Linked DNA regions of Mus musculus: region 1 is linked to region 2. A link is a contact called in public HiCAR-type data. All regions are on one chromosome and are shown on one strand. The core of a region is the stretch at or near the end of the contact, and the rest is flanking DNA. Distances in the headings are between cores, read along the strand shown.

What was found. HiCAR-type assays count read pairs that join an accessible place to other places.
Region 1: a HiCAR-type map of astrocytes shows a contact between it and region 2, with 5 times the contacts expected there. The contact joins the promoter of Ipo11-lrrc70 here to the promoter of Srek1ip1 in region 2. A contact is called at or near these places in 10 of 39 promoter capture datasets (the 3T3-L1 cell line, the C10 cell line, the HPC-7 cell line and 5 more), 5 of 115 datasets of contacts at active chromatin or transcription factors (astrocytes, double positive thymocytes, embryonic forebrain and 2 more) and 1 of 9 other capture datasets (liver).

What each region holds. Positions count from the first base shown.
Region 1 is chr13:106,833,958-106,839,622 of GRCm38.p6, reverse strand. Ipo11-lrrc70 (Ipo11-lrrc70 readthrough) reads left to right here and starts at 3,321. Exons shown (of 4, transcript NR_165805.1): 1 at 3,321-3,411. The region is part of intron 27 of Ipo11 (importin 11); the gene reads left to right. It overlaps Lrrc70 (leucine rich repeat containing 70), which reads left to right and starts at 3,321. Exons shown (of 2, transcript NM_001378597.1): 1 at 3,321-3,411; 2 at 4,787-5,665. The coding sequence starts at 5,059. The coding sequence ends at 5,634.
Region 2 is chr13:104,813,918-104,819,386 of GRCm38.p6, reverse strand. It overlaps Srek1ip1 (splicing regulatory glutamine/lysine-rich protein 1interacting protein 1), which reads right to left and starts at 2,217. Exons shown (of 5, transcript NM_026075.3): 1 at 2,021-2,217. The coding sequence starts at 2,033. Cwc27 (CWC27 spliceosome-associated protein) reads left to right here and starts at 2,434. Exons shown (of 14, transcript NM_026072.1): 1 at 2,434-2,700. The coding sequence starts at 2,659.

The sequences.
Region 1 (5,665 bases), core at 2,072-4,571, 2.0 Mb before region 2:
GTTTTCTTAACCACTCAGCCATCTCTCCAGACAGGTAGAAGCATGTTTTAAGTGATTCTGCAGAGCTATCCCTCCCCTGGAGAAACTTACTTGATATGAAAGTTTCTGGCTTATATTTGATTGGTTGTTGTTTATTGATCGAATATTTTGAATACCATGAAAATCATACATAAGGATATATACTTCGGTGTTTACAAATCCTGATGTTCATGTTCAGATATTCTATCACTTCTTCTCCAGAAATGAGTTATTTAAGGTCTTCATACTGTCTCTTCAACTATGAAATTAGGCCAGTAGTACACCTTTTAAAGCATTGATGCTGATGTTGAAACCATTCATCTAAGAATTTGGTGCATCGTCCCATATGTTAATTGTGTTATGCAATTCATATTGAGCTAGTGAGAATTTCTTGTTTTTGTTAATGCTACCGTACCTACTGTATTTATATATTTATTACAGTTTATATTGCTATCTTTATTGTTCAGAATGGAAAATACATATGTTTAATGTTCATTTGTGAATATGATTATTCTATTGTACCAAAAGAAACTGGTTCTTAAATTAGGGAGTGCCTGGTATTATTTCCGCATCTTTAAACTCTTGCTGATTCATGCAGTGTCATTTTCACAGGAACATTTAACTACTCTCAGTGCCTGCATAGACAGATAGTAATGTTGGCCTTAGCGTTTATAAAAGCATTGTATACTCTGTTAGATTTTAATAAATTAAATTTATTTACTTTGTGTGTCAGAATGTGTACCATGGGAGGTGTACAGATAAGAGAAGACAGCTTGGGAACCAGTCCTCTTCTTCTACAAAACATGTCCTGTCAGGTGAACGTCAGCCTTGGTAGTAGATGCCTTTACGTGCTCTGCCATCATCTTCCTGCCCCTAATCTGTTGGCTTCTCTCTGTTCTAGCTGAATTCAAGTCAGTTTGTACAGACACAGGGAGTTGTTTTCTCTAAAGTCTTCACTTAGTGGTTATATTTTTATTGTTAGAAGGGGTATGTTGCTATTTGGAAAAATTAAACATGAAGAACAAAATTCTTTTGGTAGAATGCAATAGTTTTATGTAATTCATAAAGGTTCTTTATAGTTACTGAAAGAGAATTTTGTAGACTTCCCAAGTGACACCCTCCCCCTGAAATTAGTAGTTAAGGCAATATATAGAAACAGGTAAAGTAGACAGGCTACGGAGGAGAAGGAGTCCTCACGTCGTTCTGATCTTGTCTTGTGTGTCTTCCCTTTATTTTGAATTTAATAGACTTGCCCTTTAACTCTTTCCTGTTTGACTTGTATGATTTAATTGAAAATTGTGTGCATAGTATTCTCTCCCACTTTGTATGTTACTGATAATACTAAAAATAAATTGATAAAAGTCAGAAATCAATGGCTAAACTATGTATAATTATTCAGCTAGAAGACTTTTATTTATTTACTTGTATGTGGACGCATGCGTGAGATAAATATATATGTATGTGTGTGTGTGTATGTATGTATGTATGTATGTATATGTGTGGCACATATATCGAGGGCACAGGACAACTTGAGAGTTGGTTGTGTCCTTTCACCTTGTGGAGACAGGGTCTCTCTTTTTTTCTGCCACGCTGTATACTCTAAGCTGCCTGGCTTGAAAGCTTGTAGACAGCTCTCTTGCTCTCACCTCTGACTCAGAATAGGAGGATGAGATGCATGAGGTGCGTGCCACTGGATCTGGCTTCCTTATATGGTGCTGGGGTCCAACTCAGGTCACCAGGCTTGTATGCCAAGAGCTTTACCTTCTGAGCGGGCTGCCTGGCTCCTAAATCTTTATTTAAATAAAAAATTACGTTATATTCAGATTACTTTTCATGCCAAAGTATTCAAATTAATTCAGACATTCATATAGAGTAAAAAGTAATTCAGGAACATCTACTTTTACTCTTCCGCAACTCATTCCCTCCCTCCCCCCTCCCTCCCTCCCCCCCCTCATGTGTCATATGTAAACACATTGGTGTGTGTGTGTGGTGTACATTTGCACATGTGTTTGAAAACCAGAGTTCATCTTTTTTTTCAAGATAGAGTCTCTTGCTGATTTAGGTAGGATGCTGTCCAGCAGACCTCGGGATCCCCTCCTGTCTCTGCCGTCCCAATGCTGGGGTCTGAGTATATGGAACCACATCAGCTTTTTTGACATGGGTGCTGGTGGTCTGAGCTCAAGTGTTGATGCTTGCATAGTAAGCATCTTACCTACCCAGTCATCTCCCCAGTCTCTTCTCCCTAACTTTTTATCCAGGGATAAACTCTGTTAATAATTTGGTAAGGGAGTTTATGTTACTTTCCAACCCAGGGCATGGCCTTAATTTCCTCAATTAATTGATAGTAATCAGTATTTTCTAAACAAAAAATATTTTTAAAAATTCAAAATATTAGAATATTGTGTTAATATTTTGTTCATCCTAAATTATTTACTAACTTTATGTTCTTTTAAAAATCAATAAGTCTTCAGTAAGTATTTGAAAATAAATAGGACAATGCGCTTAAAAATTCTTGGTGTGGTAGTACATGCCTTTAATTACAGACTCAGGAGGCAGAGTCAGGCAGGTCTCTTATGAGTTCAAGGCAAACCTGGCTTTTATGTATAGAGGGTTCCAGGCTGGCCATGATTACATAATGAGACTCTGTCTCAAATGTTTTTATAAAGATCACTTTATTTTATATACTCCTATTTCAGTGTGCTTTTGATTTAGTGACTGTGATATTGAGCAGGGGAATGTCTGTCAGTAATGTACTTGGCTTCCGATCCTCAACACCTACCTTCAAAATCCAGCTGTGGTCCTAACTCTGGGGAGTAGCAACTGTCTGAGAAACTGTCTGTGAGCTCAGATTGTGAGAACCTAGCTTAACAAGCAAGTTATAGGGTAACAGAGGGGGACACTGGTGTCAATTCTGACCTTCACGCACGCGTGCAGGCATGCACGCACACACAAACACAGAGACAATATGTGTTGTTGATAACTAGAGACTTCTTATTTAGATTTTTGAATACCTCAAGTTTTCAGACATTTGGCTTTAAAATCCTCTTTCAAGTTATAGGAATTACTTAGGTGTATATATTAGGAAAACTGAGTGCGTTCTGAAAAAAAAAATACTTTCCTGAGACTTCCTTTCAACAATACTTTTGAAGCACAGATAAACTTGCTTCCTGTCTCTCAGTTTCCTGTATCCATGGCAACCCCTGTTTTACACATTGGCTGTAGAGGAACCAGTGTGAAGAGTGGCGTTTCCTGCATAGCCATGGCTTTAAAATTCAAAAAACGGTGGAGTGCTGGCGGTCAGCAGTGCCCAGAGGAACTGAGTTAAAGAACGGAGCTCTGCAGAGTTAAAACAAAGCCTTAAAGCCACGTGATGATACGAGTCCCGTATCCTTGGTAAGATTATTTAAGTACAGTTGTTTAGCCGAAAGAACCTGGTGGAAAAGTACAGCCTGCTTTTTCTGTTCGTATTTTCCTAAGTTATTATTTGATGTTAGGCTTCATATAGGTTATGGGGCATGTATCCAAAAATCGTTATCCTCACGTCATTTGTTATGTGTGTCAGAGTCGGTTCTAAAAGTTTATCTTAGCAAACATATTTTAGTTTGTTGAGTTTGAATTATCTTTGCTAAAGAATTGATTTCATAGCTGTGTTAGCAGTTCATACTGTCACCCATAATATGTGTTAACACGCGGTTTTGGCTTATCCTACTTTAAATGGACTATTGAAGTTTCAGTATTTTGATACTTTTGTTTTAAGACCTTTCTGACAATTTAAAATTTTGTCTTTGGAGTCAGTTCTGATGTGGAAAAAGAAGTTAGGTTGGGTTACATGTGGATTTTTATTTTCTCTTCCTTGCCTGTGTTTATTTCTGGTTGCTACCTGCTCTTTTTTTTGTTCGTTTGTTTGTTTTTAATATCATTATTGTTATTTGTATTCTTACCAACTCTAAATGGAAGACAGACTACCCCAGTCCTTTCACATTCCTTAGAATTTTCCTAAAGGTCCAGTTTTTCTGGATTTGGGAATAATGTTTCATGTTAGTGAAATTGGATTATTTAATTCTTTTCCAGAATTCTATTTGGGTAACTATCACGTATGAATATCTTAAAGGCTTTGTTCAGTTAAGCCATTTGTATTTTCTATCTTTAAACAGTTGTATAAATTGCTTAGCGCCTAAGGGGTGATGAGATGTTCATAGTTTATATTTGTGGTCTAACTGGGTGTCTTTTGTTCTAAGGACATTGATTGGTGGTGTGTAAAAGTCTACACTTACCGAGAACTCACCACTGTCCTAGACATAGTTGGTATACTTGTTCTGTTCCCAGATTCTTTTTATTGAACAATAAAAATTTAAGGACATAGATCTCAGACTTTCAATGTCTTATCTCTCTTCATTTTTTGTATCTAGAAAGTAATATCTTAACAAAAGTAACATTAAATGTTGTTACAAATCTTGAGACTGTCTTTAAGTTACCTTTTTGAATCATGACAGCCTTTTGCATTTATCAGTGAGCTATTAATGTAAATTATTCCCTCCTGAAGCGTGTAAAGATCATAAATGTCACTAGGATTGGGTTTAGTAAAATTAACAACCTTAAACATTTGACTTTAACTGAGAGTTATTTTAGAAATTGTAAACCTGATACATTTAGCTTGTTAAGCAATTTATTGTAAATTAGAAACAAGCATCTTAACATAGATAATAATACATTTGAACCTCTGGGAGCATCTTGAAGATCCTTAATCTGTCATTTAATAATCTTACAGAATTACATCCAAGGGTCCCTAAGCCATTGTCTTCATTGACTCCTCTTCAGGCAAATTCCAATTTTGAGAATACAAACTTTTGGGTCTTCAAGAGTGGCTAGCCTCGTCAGCCCTTGCTGTAAACATCTGTTATCAGAATCCCATATCTATGTGTGGCAGAACATTATGTTATATTAAATGGACTAACATTACAAATTGCCTTTACCTTGGACCAATATATCCAGAACTTGGGCTGTAAAATCTCTTCTATTCATCACACGACCACTGCACTAATGATGGCCTGGCATAAAGTAAGCACAAGTGGGAACCCGTTGGAAAGCCCTGTGGCGGAGAGCAGTCGCGTCTGGGAACCGGCCCGAGCTTCCCCGGCCAGTAGACCTTTTCAAGAGAGTACACTTGCTAATGCACTGGAGACGACCGCAGTTGTGTCTGCGCAGACACAGCTCACTTCTGTTACCTTGACCTCGGAAAAAAACACTGCTCTACCAATTGATGCCTCTTCTGTGTCAGGAAAAGCATCTCTCATTTGTACACAAGAAGTTGAGAAGTTGAATGAGGCCTTTGACTTTTTGCTAGCTTTTTTCATCTTAGCTTGTGTTTTAATCATTATTTTGATCTACAAAGTTATTCAGTTTAAACAAAAACTAAAGGCTCTAGAAGACTCAGTGGAAAATAGACTCGAGTATTACAGCTTTTATCAGTCAGCAAGGTACAATGTAACTGCCTCGGTTTGTAACACCTCCCCGGATTCTCTGGAAAGTTCTGGCTTGCAGCAGATTGGACTTGATAAACAAATTGTTCCTGAAAATGGGGCACAAGTCATTCTCTTTGAACATTCTGCTTTATGACTCAACTAAATATTGACTATAAAAAACTCCG
Region 2 (5,469 bases), core at 968-3,467:
GTCTGCACAGTCCCTCACACTTTATCCTTTTAGTCCTATAATAAGTGTTGGTTTTGACTCTGACTTCTTGTCCAGTATTCTGTTTATTCCCATGCTATCTATGGGCCATTTCCATCCCGGGCCAGATAGACCTCAACACAAGTTCCAGACTGACCTTACCACCATCTCTCAACTCTGATCTTGAGGGATGTCTTCCCAGTTATGAGGCCTCCTCAAATGAGCTAATGTCAAAAACCAGGTTAATCTCATTTCCTACCCACACCAAAGCAATTAATTCTTAGTGATTCTACCACCACCACCACCCCCCCCTCCAAATTAGCTGCTTCTCTCTTAATGAGTCTACATCCTCAATGGTAACATAACTGACCAGAATCACCCTTAAGTACCAACAACGCCTCTACATTAACTAACTCTCCTCTAGGTCACAGTATCCTAAAATGTAATTTTTCTTAAAGCTGTTAAGTGTTTTCCTACTGTCTATTAACATCCTAACACTTTGTTTTTGCTTGTAAGGTCCTTCAGTCGCAGGGAATCTATTGTGCCATGGATATGTTGGAGAATGCATTTGCATTCATGGTGGCCAAGAGCTTGGATAATCTCCATTAGCTTTTGTAATAGGCAAGTTACTTGATTTCTCCGTCTGTGAAGTGAGACTAACAACAGCTATCTCATAGCAGTGGTTATTAAAGGGAGGAAAAAAATATACAATGTTTGACATAGTATCAGATACATGGGTTACATAGTAAAAGTTAGATACTTTGAATTATCGCTTTAGTTAATTTCTCTTTTCTCTCAGGTTAGCTGATCGTTAGCCACGGCAGGGCTCTTTCATTCCCTCTTTTAGTTCCTCTTCCTTTCTGTATCTGCTCCCTCTCCCTGCAGGTCCCCTGCACTCTCACCTTTCTTTAGCTTTCATCTGGAACATCCTTTTGTACACTCTGGATCCTGTTAGGTGTCCTGTTTTTGCTCGCCCCAGCGTTAGTTCTACTTTCTGTAAATCCCCCCCCCCCCGAATTCTAGGAGAGCAAGGGTTTCTACCATGCTGACTGCCACACACTCAATAAATGTAGTCACCTCTCTTTTCACAGCTCCTGGAGTGCTCCTCTGCAGAAGTTAGGAAGCAGCCCCACCCCGCAACAGTAATCTCTAGAATAAAGTTCAGAAAAGGCTGCCACGGAACAAAGACAGGGGTCAAACAGTAGCGGGAAGGGGCAGTGTTAAGCAAAGTTGGGGCTTCACAAATAGTTTGAGGGTCTTTCCTACAGTACTATGCACTGTGAATCTCCGAGATGCGAGGCGGGTATATCTCTTAAAAACACCTGCTTGATAATAGGGTTTTACAGAAACACATTCTGACAAAGTCGGCTTGGGGAAGTTCTTAGCGGCTCCCCAGTAAACTGGAGCAACAAAAACATCCCCGGAGCTCAGTTTGCCGTTTCTAGGTTAGAAACCTCTGAACACAAAAGTGGAACCTACAAAGAATCTTAGATCTAATTCGAGAAAGCACTGTCTTGAAACTGATAGGGAAACTGAGGCCCGGAAGGGCACAGCAGCGGGCCTGCAGCCACATAGAAATTACAGGCTGGAAGTGCTAGAACAAGCCTCAGGTGCTCTTCTTGGCGACTTTCAGTATAATGTGTATAGCCACCTGGATTCGGCAAAATGCTCACATTTCGAATTTTATTTTGAAATCGTGTGAAAGTTACAGTCTTCTGGGCAAGTTGTCCCCTTAGGCCTACAGTTCTCATTGTCACCAAGTCCCTTGTCCCTCTTACAATACACTTTCCCTCTAATCCTGTGCAGTTTGGGCTTGTCCAAGAATGACAGAGATGATCTTTCCCTATCTTTCTCACCCCGCTTTGAACTTGTAGTATAAGCTTTTTCATGTAAGCCGACCAAATCTAAATTTTTAGGCCTTCGCCTGATTCCCCAAGTGCTCGCTGCCACCCACCCCCGTGCTCTGGGCTTCCCTGCTCGTCTCATTCCTCTGGAGTGAGAGAGCCCTGCGGTTGACCTTCACCTGGGACTGCCATGATGCAAGGTGAGTGGGATCGTCGGAGTCCTGGGCTTTCGAGATCACGTTAGGTTCAGGTCCGTTGCGAGGACAGCGCATTCCCAAAGGGATCTCTCCCACCCGGCCACTACAACTTCACCGGGCAGGGGAAGGCCCGATGCACATCTAGGGTTGGCGGAACTAAGTGGCTGTGGATGCAGTTTCCAGGGGTGTCCTACCGCGGAGCACACGCGGTCGGAACCATTTCGGCCCGCTTCGGGAGGTGAGTGCTATCTGCAATCGCCTGACCTGGACGCAGCCCCGGGATTTACGGATTGGCCCTTTAGCTCGTATTATAAACCTCGCTACAAATTCTCTAAAGTTGTAGAGGTCCTATAGTCTTTTCTAGTTTCCTGAAGGACAGGGAAGTCCCCCCTCCCGGGGTTAGCGGTGCTCCGGTCCGGGAGCAACATGGCGGCGTCCATGATGGGCTAGTTTGGGGAGTAACTAGTGATTAGTACGGCTGTCTTGTCCGACTCTGACCGAGTGAAGTTTTCCCCCAAATACTCAGGTTAAAGAATTGTGTGCTAACAGGTGGGCCTCGCCGGAGACCCGCCATTCGCTTGCGGCCACACTAAGGAGCGGAGTCCTGAGCACTGAGCAAGATGAGTAACATCTACATCCAGGAGCCGCCCACTAATGGGAAGGTGAGAGCCTTACCTCCTGGACACGGTGACTGGGGGCGGGCAGGGAGGGGCAGCTATCGGGGATTTTAGAGGTGGAAAGACCAAAGGACTCTTCTCCACACCCTGCATATGGCCAGTGTTGCATTTATATTCTTTACGGTGACGTGTCTCAGCATATTTTTGAAAGAGTTCTTGGGCAACCTCCCTATTCGCTAGTCTTCTGACCCCTTAACTTCCTTGATCCAACTCACGTGAGCGCCTTCTAGTGTCTATTGTTTTTAAGACTTATCTCAAGATTGTACACTTTTGCTTGTTGTTTAACTTGGAGATCGTGCATTCTCTACAGTCATTATTGAAGGCCTCTTTGGCACCACGCACTCTACTAGGTGCTGATGATACAAAGGTTGGTATTCTACCTTTATATGTGTGTCTGTATTATAGACACACACACACACACACACACACACACACACACACACACGTATATATATACTAATTCCCTATCTCAGGATTACAGACGTGCATGAACACACCTGCCTTTGCTTGGGAGGTATTGAAGAAGAGATTATATTGCCATGACAGTGATGGAGGGAAAACAGGAAATGATGGGGAAAACATCTTGGAGGAGATATCTTTTGAGATAATTGTCAGTTAGAAGCAGGGGAGGAGTGAGGAATGTTATTTCATAGGAATGGGAGTAGATTCCCTGATAGATTTCATGCTGAGCTATATATTTCTAGAGGACAATATTAATTTTAATGAATAAATGCGTGTAGAGATGAAATAGACTGACCATTCCACAATGCAGAACCTTCACGCTTCATTTCTCTAGTTTGCTATTTTACCTGTTCAAATGTAACAAAGAAGCCTATCAAATAGCAGATCTCAGTGATGCCCTGGGTCTCAGCAATTACCCAGTATTTAACAGTATCTTACCTTGGTTTCTTTCCTATATAGAATGCAAACACTATAGAGTTGAAGATGAGCATCTAGAGCAGTGGTTCTCAACCTGTGGCTCATGACCCCTTGGGTTGAATAACCCATTTACAGGGGTCGAATATCAGATACCCCGCATATTAGATATTTATATTAGGATTCATAACAGCAAGATTACAGTTATAAAATAGCTGGAAATAGTTTTACGGTTGAGGGTAAATACAACATGAGGAACTGTATTACAGGGTCACAGGATTAGGAAGGTTGAGAACCACTGGCCTAGAACATTGCTTTACGTAGAGTTCGTACACTACGAAAGAATAGCTAGGCACATGACTTAATGCTGTTTCTTTAGCTTCTGAGAGGTATTAAGCATAGGTGAGGGTGGAGTTAAACTGTTATTCCTCATGGGCACATTTAGTTGTTTGACTCTAATGACTTCTTTTTTAAGAACTAAAACAGGGTTTCATATGAGTCCTTAGCTGTGCTGGAAACAGTTGTTTACTGTAGGAAATGATTTGATATATCCACAGAGTAAAAGCACTTCTGAACAGGAGCTCATTCATACAACAAGTATTTTTAAAACTTTGTGTGTGTGTGTGTGTGTGTGTGTGTGTGTGTATGTGTGTCTATGTCTGTTTGTGTCTGTGTCTTGTTCCATGCTGGTCCCACTGCACACATTCGAAGGTTCAGAGAATAACTTTAGTTGATGGCCCTTATCTTCTCTCAGCTTAATTAAAGGCAGCGTCTTTTTGTTGTGTGATGCTGCCTGTGCCAGCCTCGCTGGCTTGTGAGCTTCTGGAGAACCTCTTGTCTCCTTGGCTCACCATAGAGCACTGGGATTAAAGACACATGTTACAGAACTCACATTTTAAAAAAGAATGAAAGAAAAAAGAAATCACACAAAGTCCAGGTACTTGTCGGTAATTTTTTAATGTTATGATCTAAGTTTTAATTGTTAGTTACATGGTACCTAGATTAACTAAGCCTGCTTTCACAAATGTCATTTTAAAGATAGCAGTAATAATGTAGAAACTTGGCCAGGAGTAGTGGTGCTTATCTTAATCACAGCATCTGGCAGGCAGAGACAGGTAGATCTCTGAGTACAGGGCCACCCTGGTCTACAAAGCAAGTTCCAGGGCAGCCAGGATTATACAAAGAAACCCTGTTTTGAAAACAAACAAATGTAACAACTTGGTAGGTGTGGCCATACACTCCTTTAATACCAGTACTCCAAGGCAGAGGAAGATGGATCTCTGTGTGTTCAAGGTCAGGCTGGTCTACAAAGCCCCATTGAGACCCTGTTTCAAAAAAAACAAACAAACAAACAAACAAACAAAAATACCAACCAAAAAATCAAAAAACCAAACCAAAACAAACAACAACAACAACAACAAAAAACAATGTAAGAAAAAAAAAATGGTAGCATTGAAGCATAGAAAGCGTGAGAAATCTGTCAAGTCGAAGTTAGGAAGGTTGTTGGGAATACATGTTTCCATTTATTATTGGTAAAATGAGCTTTGTATTAAATATTTGTTCTGTCTTGAAATATTTGTCATTAAGATTATAAAGCCATTGTTTATGCTCTACTGAGGTTTTACAACCATTTTAAGCCTAAATATACAGAACTGGAAGACAGACCTCTCTAATTTCAATGAAAACATATTTGGTGAAAGAAATCTGATACAAAGGGGCACTTTTTTTTGTTTTGTTTTTTTCTGGTTTTTTCGAGACAGGGTTTCTTGTATCCCCTGGCTGTCTTGGAACTCACTCTGTAGACCAGGCTGGCCTTGAACTCAGAAATCCGCCTGCCTCTGTCTCCCAAGTCCTGGGGTTAAAGGCGTGCACCACAAC